2 separate regions of the Mus musculus genome follow, and region 1 is linked to region 2. Evidence: chromatin contacts called from public HiChIP or PLAC-seq data. All regions are on one chromosome and are shown on one strand. The core of a region is the stretch at or near the end of the contact, and the rest is flanking DNA. Distances in the headings are between cores, read along the strand shown. Region 1 has its middle 10 kb from the start of Gm39849. Region 2 overlaps 6430710C18Rik (RIKEN cDNA 6430710C18 gene).

Region 1 (4,625 bases), core at 1,228-3,727, 120 kb after region 2:
CTAACAGAAACTCCTTATGAGGTGGTAGGAGAGAAGAAGAGTGATTTAGGTCTCATGGAGTCCATTCAAACGTGTGGTGCACAGCCCTCCCGCCCAGCCGTTACTTCTGGGCTCTGGCCTCAGACAGGTGTGCGAGGTCCAGGCATCACTAGCCTGGAGTGAGGATAAAAAACGACAGATGGGATACAGAGTGCCTGGATGCAGAGCGCCTGGCGTGCAGGAAGGTGCAAAGCTCCTGCAAAAATCCAGACCCTCCCTGAGAAGCTGAGCAAGCGAAAGACAGTCGGAGATCCCATGTCACCATTCTATCTGTAGCCAGCTCAGTCCTCGGCTATTCCTGAGGTGGGAACAGCCATTCAAGTGGGATTGAGGGTGCTAAAGGGCTCTCGATGGCTACAGAAAATCATTTTGTTGTGCTGTTTGGGGAATTTTTTTTTCTGAGGTTTGTTTTGTTTTGTTTTGTTTTGTTTGTATTATCCATTTTTCTTCCTCTGCTTTATAATACCTTTTCTACAGGGACCACAAATCCCTTCACAGTGTTCAGTCAGCTTTCTAAACTGGAGACCCATTTACACGCACTATCTCAGGATGTGTGGAGCAGAAATAAAACACTCACCCAACTCATTCAAATCCCAGGGTGTTGCATTCAGGCAACACTGTGAGCAGAAAAATGCTCTGCGAACCAAGTGCAGAGAGTCACTTCTAGCTTCATAATTACTGAGGGGAAACGCATTTCAAAACCAGAGGTGTGGAACTAAGGCTTCCTTTTGCACAGAGGCCCTACAAGACATACTAAATCATTGCCAACCACGCCCCTCTCATAAATTATCGCTCTCATAATATTACTCCAACTTTAGAATCCACCTATCTCTATCTTGTGCATCCCAAACCACAGATAAGCCAACTTTTTACATGAAAATACTTTCTCTCACAGAAATCCTTTTGTTTACATTTTGGTATTGTATGTATGAATGACTTGCTCAAATAGATTTCTGTTTTACACGCATCCTGTAACTAAGGTTTGGACAGTGTGACCCAACATGTGGGTGCTGGAGTCAAACCCAGGTCTTCTACAAGAACAAGCCCCCTTAACCCTTGAGCCGCCTCTCTAGCACGTGGAAGACTTTCTGATTTTTTAAACGATGCCATCTGCGCAGTTGCAGAACGGTATCTCCATTCCAGATTTTGAAGACTCGGTTCACCCTGCAACTTGAATCTGTATGCTTCCTTCCCAAAACAATTATTTCATTTCTTATCCCAACTAAAAGATAAACAGTCTAAAAATCCCATGTGTAAGGTAGCTAACTTTACACCCCACTGAAATAGAAATGCCTAACGCTGTATGTCATGGCTCTCTTGTGAAATTCCAGCGCTCTGGGAGGTAAAAGAAGAAGGATCCAGAGTTCAAGGCCAGCCTGCGCTACATGAGACCATGCCTAAAGAAGAAAAGGGACTAATATTATCCTTGTAGCAGTAACTTTTAGATTCTCACTCTATCCTTTTGTACTGACCATGAGTGGAATATGTAAAGGAAGAATGTTGTATTCTCCAGTCATTTCTTCAATATATCAGAACTTTAATTGGGGGGAGGGTATTTTGTTGTTTTGCTCTGCTCTGCTCTGCTCTGCTCTGCTCTGCTCTGCTCTGCTCTGCTCTGCTCTGCTGTTTGTTTCAGACAGTTTCTCTGTGCAGCCCCGGCTGTCCTGGAATTTGCTTTGGTAGACCAAGCTGGTCTCGAACTCAGGGTTCTGCCTTTTTCTGCTAAGATTTAAAGGCATGTGTCATCACACCCAGCGAGAACATTAATCTTAAAAAGAATTTCCCTGTGTTTTACCATTTCATTGTAATGAGATCTCCTAGGCCATTGCTAGTCTTTTCTGGCTTTTTGTTTTGAGTCTTTGGGTTATACATATGTGTATGTATTTATGTATATGCTTATCACCAACGCCTATGCTTCAGCTCAATGGCACATAAACCAGAAAGTATTCATAGATCATCTCTGAGCTTACCAAATCAAGATAAAGCACAGCGGTCTGATTGACAGCTCCAGCTTCAGTCTTCGCCTGGCATTAGCATTCTTACAGTCAGAACTAAGTCTGTTCTTTTTAAAAAGTGCACTGTGGTTCCATGATAAGTCACACTGCACATGGTTTAGAAATGAGCGCACAGGCCCATCTGTATGGTACAAGGAACTCACTTAAATGGAAGCAGAACTCCTATATAAGAGCAATTCTTAATTTTCACCCACAATTGCAGGAGCTTGGCATGTAAATGAAGTGCTCCCTGAGCAGGCATTACATGGGCGTTTTTCAGGAATGATGGCCACAGTCTATCATTTCAATGGTCCCAGTCCAAAGGATCTTGGAGTCACTGACACAGCAGACTGTGACAGCTTCATAGGCCCTGTTTTGGGCTACTGGGTTCATGCCCAGTAGAAGGGAAAGAGGGAAAGTGACCCGATGAGTCACTAGTGGCTGTGGCCCAAGCCCTTCGCCCCAGCTGGCAGAGTAGAGGCTTTTCCACATTGGGTTCACCCACTGGACCCACACAACGGAGGGTTTTATGTGGTTTGGCTTTAAGAGGCTAAAATTCAGCCAGTGGGGAAAGAAGCCAACCAGTTAGCATGACGTTCAAGTCTAAAGCCTGGGCAAGGTTCTGGGGTGCTCACAAAATAGACAGCCACCACCCTGGAATACCGTGGGGTAACAATTTCTTGAGAATTATTGCTCCAGGTTTTGCCTCATATTTGAAGGGTAGAATGGCTGCTTAGTGGTTCACCTTTTTCCCCGTAGGGATCAGGAGAAAAAGCATCCTATTTTGTACCAACCCAGCACTAATACCTATATATCCCCTCCCCTCAAAAGAGTCCTCATGGAGTGGCCTAGTGTCAGTAATACTTTGGTCATGGAGGAAAACAGGAGCAATGCTGTTATTGCAGAGACAGCTTGCCTGCCATCAAGTATCTGCTACCAAACCTGGATGTGATTGGTGCTTGACATGATGTCATACAAGCCAAGCTTGGCATGATGTCATATGGGCCAACCTTGGGCATTTCTTAGCTATGGAGGTCAGACCTGTACCATCCATCCTTAAGCCTTCATCCTCTCTGGGAGGTTGCACCTGCCAGAGGTGGGGGGTGACTCTTATAACACTGAGCAAAATTCATCACAGAATTATTTAGGAGAAATTTGGCCATAATTTGGCCTGACTAATGTCATTCCTTCCTGATACCATTCAGCCATGGAAATTTTCACTCCCCAGCTATATTGTTGAAAGGATGTGTTTTAAATATAATGACAAAATATCTACATATTGACATCAAATGATGTATTCCCATGAAATAAGCATATGCATAAACATAAGCACATAAGTGCCATGATTAAAAGTGTATATATTTATAGTCCAAGTAGCTATCTCGTAAATCTTGATTTTTGTCATTTTTTGGTAATATTTACTTTTAAATATGTGAGTATCAATAATGTAGCTTAACCTTTTCTTCATATTTGGAGATGACCTTAGACATGTAAGTAACATAGTGATGCTCTTGGGCCTGTTAATACACAGAATTACATTTTGCTGTTACACTGAAAGATCAGTTTAGGGGAACTTATTTTTCCTGCATCCTTGCTTGCCTGGCCTTCACCATAAAGGAAAGATGACCACTGTCCCTGCATTCATACAGGATTCTCCAGAGGAGCAGAACCAATAGACTCCACCCTAAGATGGGACTTACCAGGTTGGCCACATGATGAGAAGCTGAGGATGTCCCACAATAGCTGTCTGTAGGCTGGAGAAGAGCCAGAAAAACTAGTGACTGCTCAGTGGAAGAAGCCAGAAATCCCAAACAAGAGGAGGCAAAAATGTATAAGCCCCGCTGGAGGCAGAAGGCATGGAAGACCCTGGTGAGCCACCCGCACAGCCTTATTCAGAGGTTGAAGAACTTGGTTGTTATGTCTGTGCATTAACAGCAGACCTGCGCTGGGTCCCTTCTCAGCTGTCATTCTCTCCAGGTCCCCTGATATCTGGATGGTGCGGCCCCATTCAGGGTACATCTTCTGACCTCACTTCACTGCCTACATTCCCATTGTCACATGAAACCCCCTCTCTTATCCATCTCGGGAGATGCTTTACCCACTTTCTGTAGGGCCGTCAGTCCGCTAACATTGACAAACAAAACTAACCTCACAGCCTCTAACCCTCTTTTCCCTCTCCTCCTAATCCCTAATACATCAGTGGAGCATCTGCTTTTAAAACACTTGTTAGAATTAGCCACTCGTTCATTTCTTCATTCTACAAACATTGAATGAGCCCTTGCTATATGCCTGTACCGTGTTGAGGATGGCACAGGGCCCTCTCTTAAGGATGCTACAGCTGGAGAGTGGGTGGATGCTCATTGACCAATGAATCATGCCAAGTAATGCGACCACACATCTGGGGGCCCGGTATAGAGTAGTAAAGAACCCAGCCCTGATCAGAAAGGACAAGGCCTTTCTCGAACAATTAACCTGTAACGAGGGTGCAGGAAACATTTGGAGTAGAGAAGACACGTGCAAAAGCTCTGTGGACGGGAACAGGAAACCCACAACACAGGAAGGGGCTCGTGTGGCTGAGACCCAGGCCCTTGG
Region 2 (5,250 bases), core at 2,729-5,228:
CTTGGTGTGAACCCTGCTGCCCCTCTGCCTATATTGAGGAAGTGTCTTCACCCCCGATTCTCGTCTTATGAGGATGAAGTTGGGGCAGGACATTGAGATGCACAGTGATACTATTTTTACTTTAATGACCAATTTTCTGCCTCAATTTCCCCTACTCTTCCTGACCCGAGTTGCCTCTGCTTCTTTTCTGGCTTCTTGGGGCTGGAGAGATGGCTCAATGGTTAGGAGCACTGGATGCTCTTCCAGAGGTCCTCAAGTTCAATTCCCAGCAACCACATGGTGGCTCACAACCATTCTATACTGAGATCCTGTGCCCTCTTTTGGTGTGCAGGCATACATACAGGCAGAATACTGTATAAGTAATAAGTAAATAAAAATATTTTAAAAAACCACTCTTATCTGTAATTTCTTCTCTTCTTTTTAGACATGTTCTTTGGACTGCATGCCTAATACAGCACCCATGATGTATGCATTCATTTTCTCTTGCTTCTGTAACATATTGTTATTATTACTATAGTCTCAGTGTCTGAGAATAACGCAATTGAACTCTGGAGCTCCATTATCTCAAATGTATCTCAGTCGTCTAAAACCTGGGTGTGGGCAGGGTGAGCTTCCTGCATGCTCTGAGAGCCCACCTCATAACCTTTCCTGACCAAGCCAGCTCAGTTAGTCAATGGGGTCTCAAGGCGGGGAGTGAGGATTAAAGAGAAAAAGACAATTAGGTAACACTATAACATGACTTCAGCCAGTTCTGAAACTGAAGCAGGTTTATTTTTTTTCCAGTTTGCTTTTATACCATTCTAGGTACATAAGAAGAATAAGGTCAGTCCTAAGGCATAAACAGAGTAGTTAAGGAACAAACAAAGCATAAGCAAAGGTCCCATTACTGTGTTCAGGGTCTTAACAAGACCCATCAAGACACAAAGAACACATTCCTCAGCTGTATTTACCTTGCGCCTACTTTCTTGTCCTAGCCCAATGTCAAATTCTTGCCCAATTCCTAGAAGCAGCCCCAAAACCCTCCATACTTTCTCACTCCTTTTCTAGATCCCAGAATCTTTTCCTGTTGCTGCAACTGTGACAAAAAAAAAAAAAAAAAAAAAAAAAAAAAGAAAAAAGAAAAAGAAAAAGGTCCTGGCAAAAGCAGCTCAAAGAAGAAAGGCCTTTTGTTTTTGTTTGTTTTGGTTTTGTTTTGGTTTTGTTTTTGAGACAGGTTTTCTCTGTGTAGCACTGGATGCCCTGGAACTCACTCTGTAGACCAGGCTGGCCTAGAACTCAGAAATAAGAAAGGCTTTTAGCTCACAGTTCAAGATACCATCCATCATGGCAGCCGTGTGAAGGCAGCAAAAGCTTGAAGCAGCCGCTCACATTATGTTTACAGTCAGAAGAGAGCAGCGAACACACACATGCTGCTGCTCAATTCCCTCTGTGTCTCTGTCTCTGTGTCTGTCTCTGTCTCTCTGTCTCTCTGTTTCTCTCCCCTTATACAGTCTCATCTACAGCTAAAATAGGCCTTCCCATATCCATCAACATAATCAAGATAATCCCTGGCAGGCTTGCTCAGGATCCCATGTGGTTCTAGATTCTGTCAACTTGACAAGTGACACAGACCAGCACAGCTCGTGACTCCTTCCCTCGCTCATGCTCAGATCTGGCGATATGGACTGAGCCATCTCACTGTCCCTTCTCTGACTCATCATCTGACCTGTCTGTCTTTCCTTATAAGGATGTTTATGAATACGCAGGGGCCATCAAGACAGCCCAGGATAATCTTAAGGATCACAAGTAGCAGCATCCGTTCCCTCTTCCAGAGCACTCTGGGGACTAGTCTCTGGGAATCATGAGTCTGTCTAGCAGACGGTCCTGTTAAACAGCTTCTCATGACCCCTTATGACCCACACTCTCCTTGGCTAAGCACATTCTCACTGTGACTCACCAGACTACGTGTCCCTCCACATCCCTCTGATCACTGTTTCTTTTCCTTCTCCTCCAGCCGTATCAGCTTCCTGCTCTTCCCAGACTGGCTTCAATAAATCGAGCAGCCACTGCATGATCTGTGCACATCACAGATGAAAAGGAGAAAGATGGTGGAGAAGGAAAGGAAAGGGGGGGGGGGAGAGGAAGATGAAGGAGGAGGAGAAGGAAGAAGCCAAAGAGAAAACAAAATAAGTCTAGGAAAATGTGTTCAACTTCATGAATTACTTCATTTAAACCATGATACAAAACAATGGCTAAAATAAAAAAGAAAGCACTAAATGTTGGCAAGGGCCTGGATCTTCACACACTGTTGGGGAGCTGGATTGTAACTCCTTATAGCTACTTTAGAAAATTGCTTAGCAGCATTTACTAAAGCTGAACATATCCATATCCTAGGTTCCAGGAAGATCATATTATATCGTATTTGTTATTTGTTATGTGTTACCCCCATTTCTCACCAACTGCAAGTGCCTGACGGGAAAGTATTGTCTGGTATCCAGCTGAATCCTAGAATGATAGCTAACGTACAGCAGGTGCTCAAAAAATATTTTTGATGAGTGAGTGAGGGCACCTAAGAGAGCCATTCACGGGTCACAGCTGTGACCTCTGGCTTCACCCGCCACCCGAGCATTCTGTACAGTATTAAGACACAGAAGCCCCTCCTTGTTCTTCCAATGGTGGGGAAGGTTTATTCTCCAGTCTTTGTCACTTTGTCTAAAAAAACAAAATGATTCCTGTGTCCTCTGCCTGTGTTATCCATTCCCTGAGGTTCAAAGGATGGCATCTTCCCAGTCCCCTCCCCTCTGACCTAACTTAACACAACCAAAATCCTGGTAATATTAGGCAACAGCTAAGGGTGTCTCCCATTGATCCTCAGTAAATCGCCAACAGAGTCCTATGAGATCAGTTCTATTTTTAACTACATTTGGCAGAGGAGGAAATGAAGGCACAGACACACAAAAGACTAGTCTGAACTCACAGAGCCAGAATGTAAGGTAAAATGAGCCTTGTTCACACCAACTCTGACCATCCCACCCCACCCCACCCCACCCCACCCCACCCCACCCCACCCCACCAGTCAGTAGCAATCATGGAAGAAGAAAAGGCAATGCCAGCTTGCTGCGTGGTGAGTATTAGGCTCTGTTCTAAGCACTTAATAGCTAACATCTTTTGGGACTCATACAATACCCAGGATTTGGTTTTATAGGGATTTTGTTGTTTGAGACAGTTTCATGGTGAAGCTCAGGCTGGCCTCAAACTCAAAATCCACCCCCCCCGCCCCCCCCATCCCCCAGGTTCCTGAGTACTAACTAGGACTGTAGGTATATGTCACCACGTGTCAGATTATACTCTTTTTGATAGAGGTGAAGGATCTGCTGTAGAAAAATGTTAAGTATTGTACAAGCTCACAAAGTTCTTGAGTGGTGAAGTCAGCCTCCAAACGAACCTTCTGCCTCTGGATCCCAGACCCCACTATCTCTGTGAGAAGTAGCCTTTGCCTGTGGAGGGCTGGGCACCCAGAGAGAGCGTATGGGGTGCATTGAGAATGCCTGAACACCCCTGATTCCAGTTTGTAGTTATGGTTTTGACTCCATCTGGGACACTATGCTATATCAGCTCAGTATTTTACTCCACATTAACAGAGATTATAGTCTTTAAGGGCCTTTGAGTCTCTACAACCACTAAGATAGCTATCTTTTCTGCCTTTTAAAAAGAAAGGATTCAGACCAGAGCAGAGAGTCTGGTTCAAACTCACGGAGAATCAAAAGAGAGGACCTGTTTCCATCCTTGCCGTCACTCTGCCCTGACTCCACAAAACTCCTGCCAAGATTGCTCAGCGGGGAAAGCAGTGGATTTCCAGTCTAAACTCATGGGCCTTTGCCGTTCTCAAGGAGAGAGATCTACTTCCTGTTCACATCCCTGTACTCAGGAAGAGGCCACAGCCCATTTCCCTGGGGTTTCTGAGAAGACAATACATAGTGTAGGCAGCACCTGGTCCAGTAAGCCCAGCTGACAGGTTCCAGCCAAAGCTTACTCCTTGCAGTCAGACCTGTTTGAAGTTTACTGCAGGGTCATGGATAAGATAAGGAGTTTTAAAATAAATGCGATGAAAGGTAGGGATCAAAGGTCACACCTGTCACCTGCTAAGAAGGCGATTGTCAACAAAGTCTGTGAAGACAGACACAGATAAACTTCCTGGCAAACATCCCAGAAAGCAAAAGGCCCCTTGCCAACAATTTCTCATGAAATCTCAATTCCTGGAATCACCAACACTATCAAATTACTTCTGTGTGGTAAAATGTAGTGAGCCTTTATGAGAAGGAATAGCAAGCCCTGGCTGCTGCAGATATGCCAACGAAAGCAGGGACATCTTGATAAGACTGTTTGGGGTATATAACACACACACTGCGATTAATGGATGGAGAGATGCTCTAATTTAAACGCTTTTCAATATAAAACATGGTACAACGAAACACCATGATCAAAAAACAAATTAGAGAGGAGAGGGCTTATTTGGCTCACATTTCCACATTGTAGTCTATCAATGAAGGAAGCCAGGACAGGAACTCAAGCAAGAGGCAAGAGCTGAAGCAAAAGCCATAGATGGGTGCTGCTTACTGACTTGCTCTGCCTGGCTTGCTCAGCTTGCTTTCTTATAGAATCCAGGACTAAAAGCCCAAAGGTGGCACCACCCACAATGGGCTGGGCCTTCCCCTACCAATCACTAATTTAGAAAATGCTCTACAGTCTGACCCACAGCCTGACCTTATGGAGACATTTTCTCAATCGAGGTTCCCTCCTTTCAGATGTCTCTATACAGTTTCAAACTGATGTAAAACTGGCCGGGACAGATGCAGTGTGCCTATTGCTAAAGAATTTGTTACTTTGTGAACCTGTGGAGCTCAGTCAAGGTTCAAGGGGTGCTCATTTTCATGCTTAGCACCCCACCTTTGCCGCCATGTCTCTCCTTTAAGTGCATATGCTAGGAACAGCTAGTTGATGTGGTATTTTTATTGTCATTATTTTGTAATTGAAAAATAAATAATTCTGAACATAATGGTGATAGAATAGATTTTTTTTCCCCTTCAAAACTCTTCAGAATAAACAAGCCACACCACACGGGTAGCTATGCATGGCCCTTTCTCCTAGTATTGCACAGACGTAGCCTTCTTGAGAAGGCTTCTTATCATACTGGACTCTGGTCCAAAGGATGAGGCCTTATGTTTTTTATCACTTCACTTATTTGGGAAGGGTGTGCTTAGGTGACACAGA

What was found. HiChIP or PLAC-seq counts read pairs in DNA pulled down with a chosen protein or histone mark.
Region 1: an H3K27ac HiChIP or PLAC-seq map of hepatocytes shows a contact between it and region 2, with 3 times the contacts expected there. The contact joins two enhancer-like sites. A contact is called at or near these places in 1 of 39 promoter capture datasets (liver), 6 of 484 Hi-C or Micro-C datasets (liver and nephron progenitors) and 6 of 115 datasets of contacts at active chromatin or transcription factors (embryonic stem cells, hepatocytes, intestinal villus epithelium and 2 more).

Annotation. Positions count from the first base shown.
Region 1 is chr2:72,869,549-72,874,173 of GRCm38.p6, forward strand. No RefSeq gene overlaps it. Among named protein-coding and RNA genes, the nearest start is that of Gm39849, 10 kb to the left of the region's middle. Within about 2 kb of position 2,478, at least 34 of the 459 cell types and tissues checked have an H3K27ac peak or open chromatin away from gene starts, as enhancers often do. A contact at or near this core is called in hepatocytes, where this site is marked.
Region 2 is chr2:72,748,798-72,754,047 of GRCm38.p6, forward strand. All of the region lies in intron 4 of 6430710C18Rik (RIKEN cDNA 6430710C18 gene), which reads right to left. Among named protein-coding and RNA genes, the nearest start is that of Gm46747, 12 kb to the right of the region's middle. Within about 2 kb of position 3,979, at least 47 of the 459 cell types and tissues checked have an H3K27ac peak or open chromatin away from gene starts, as enhancers often do. A contact at or near this core is called in hepatocytes, where this site is marked.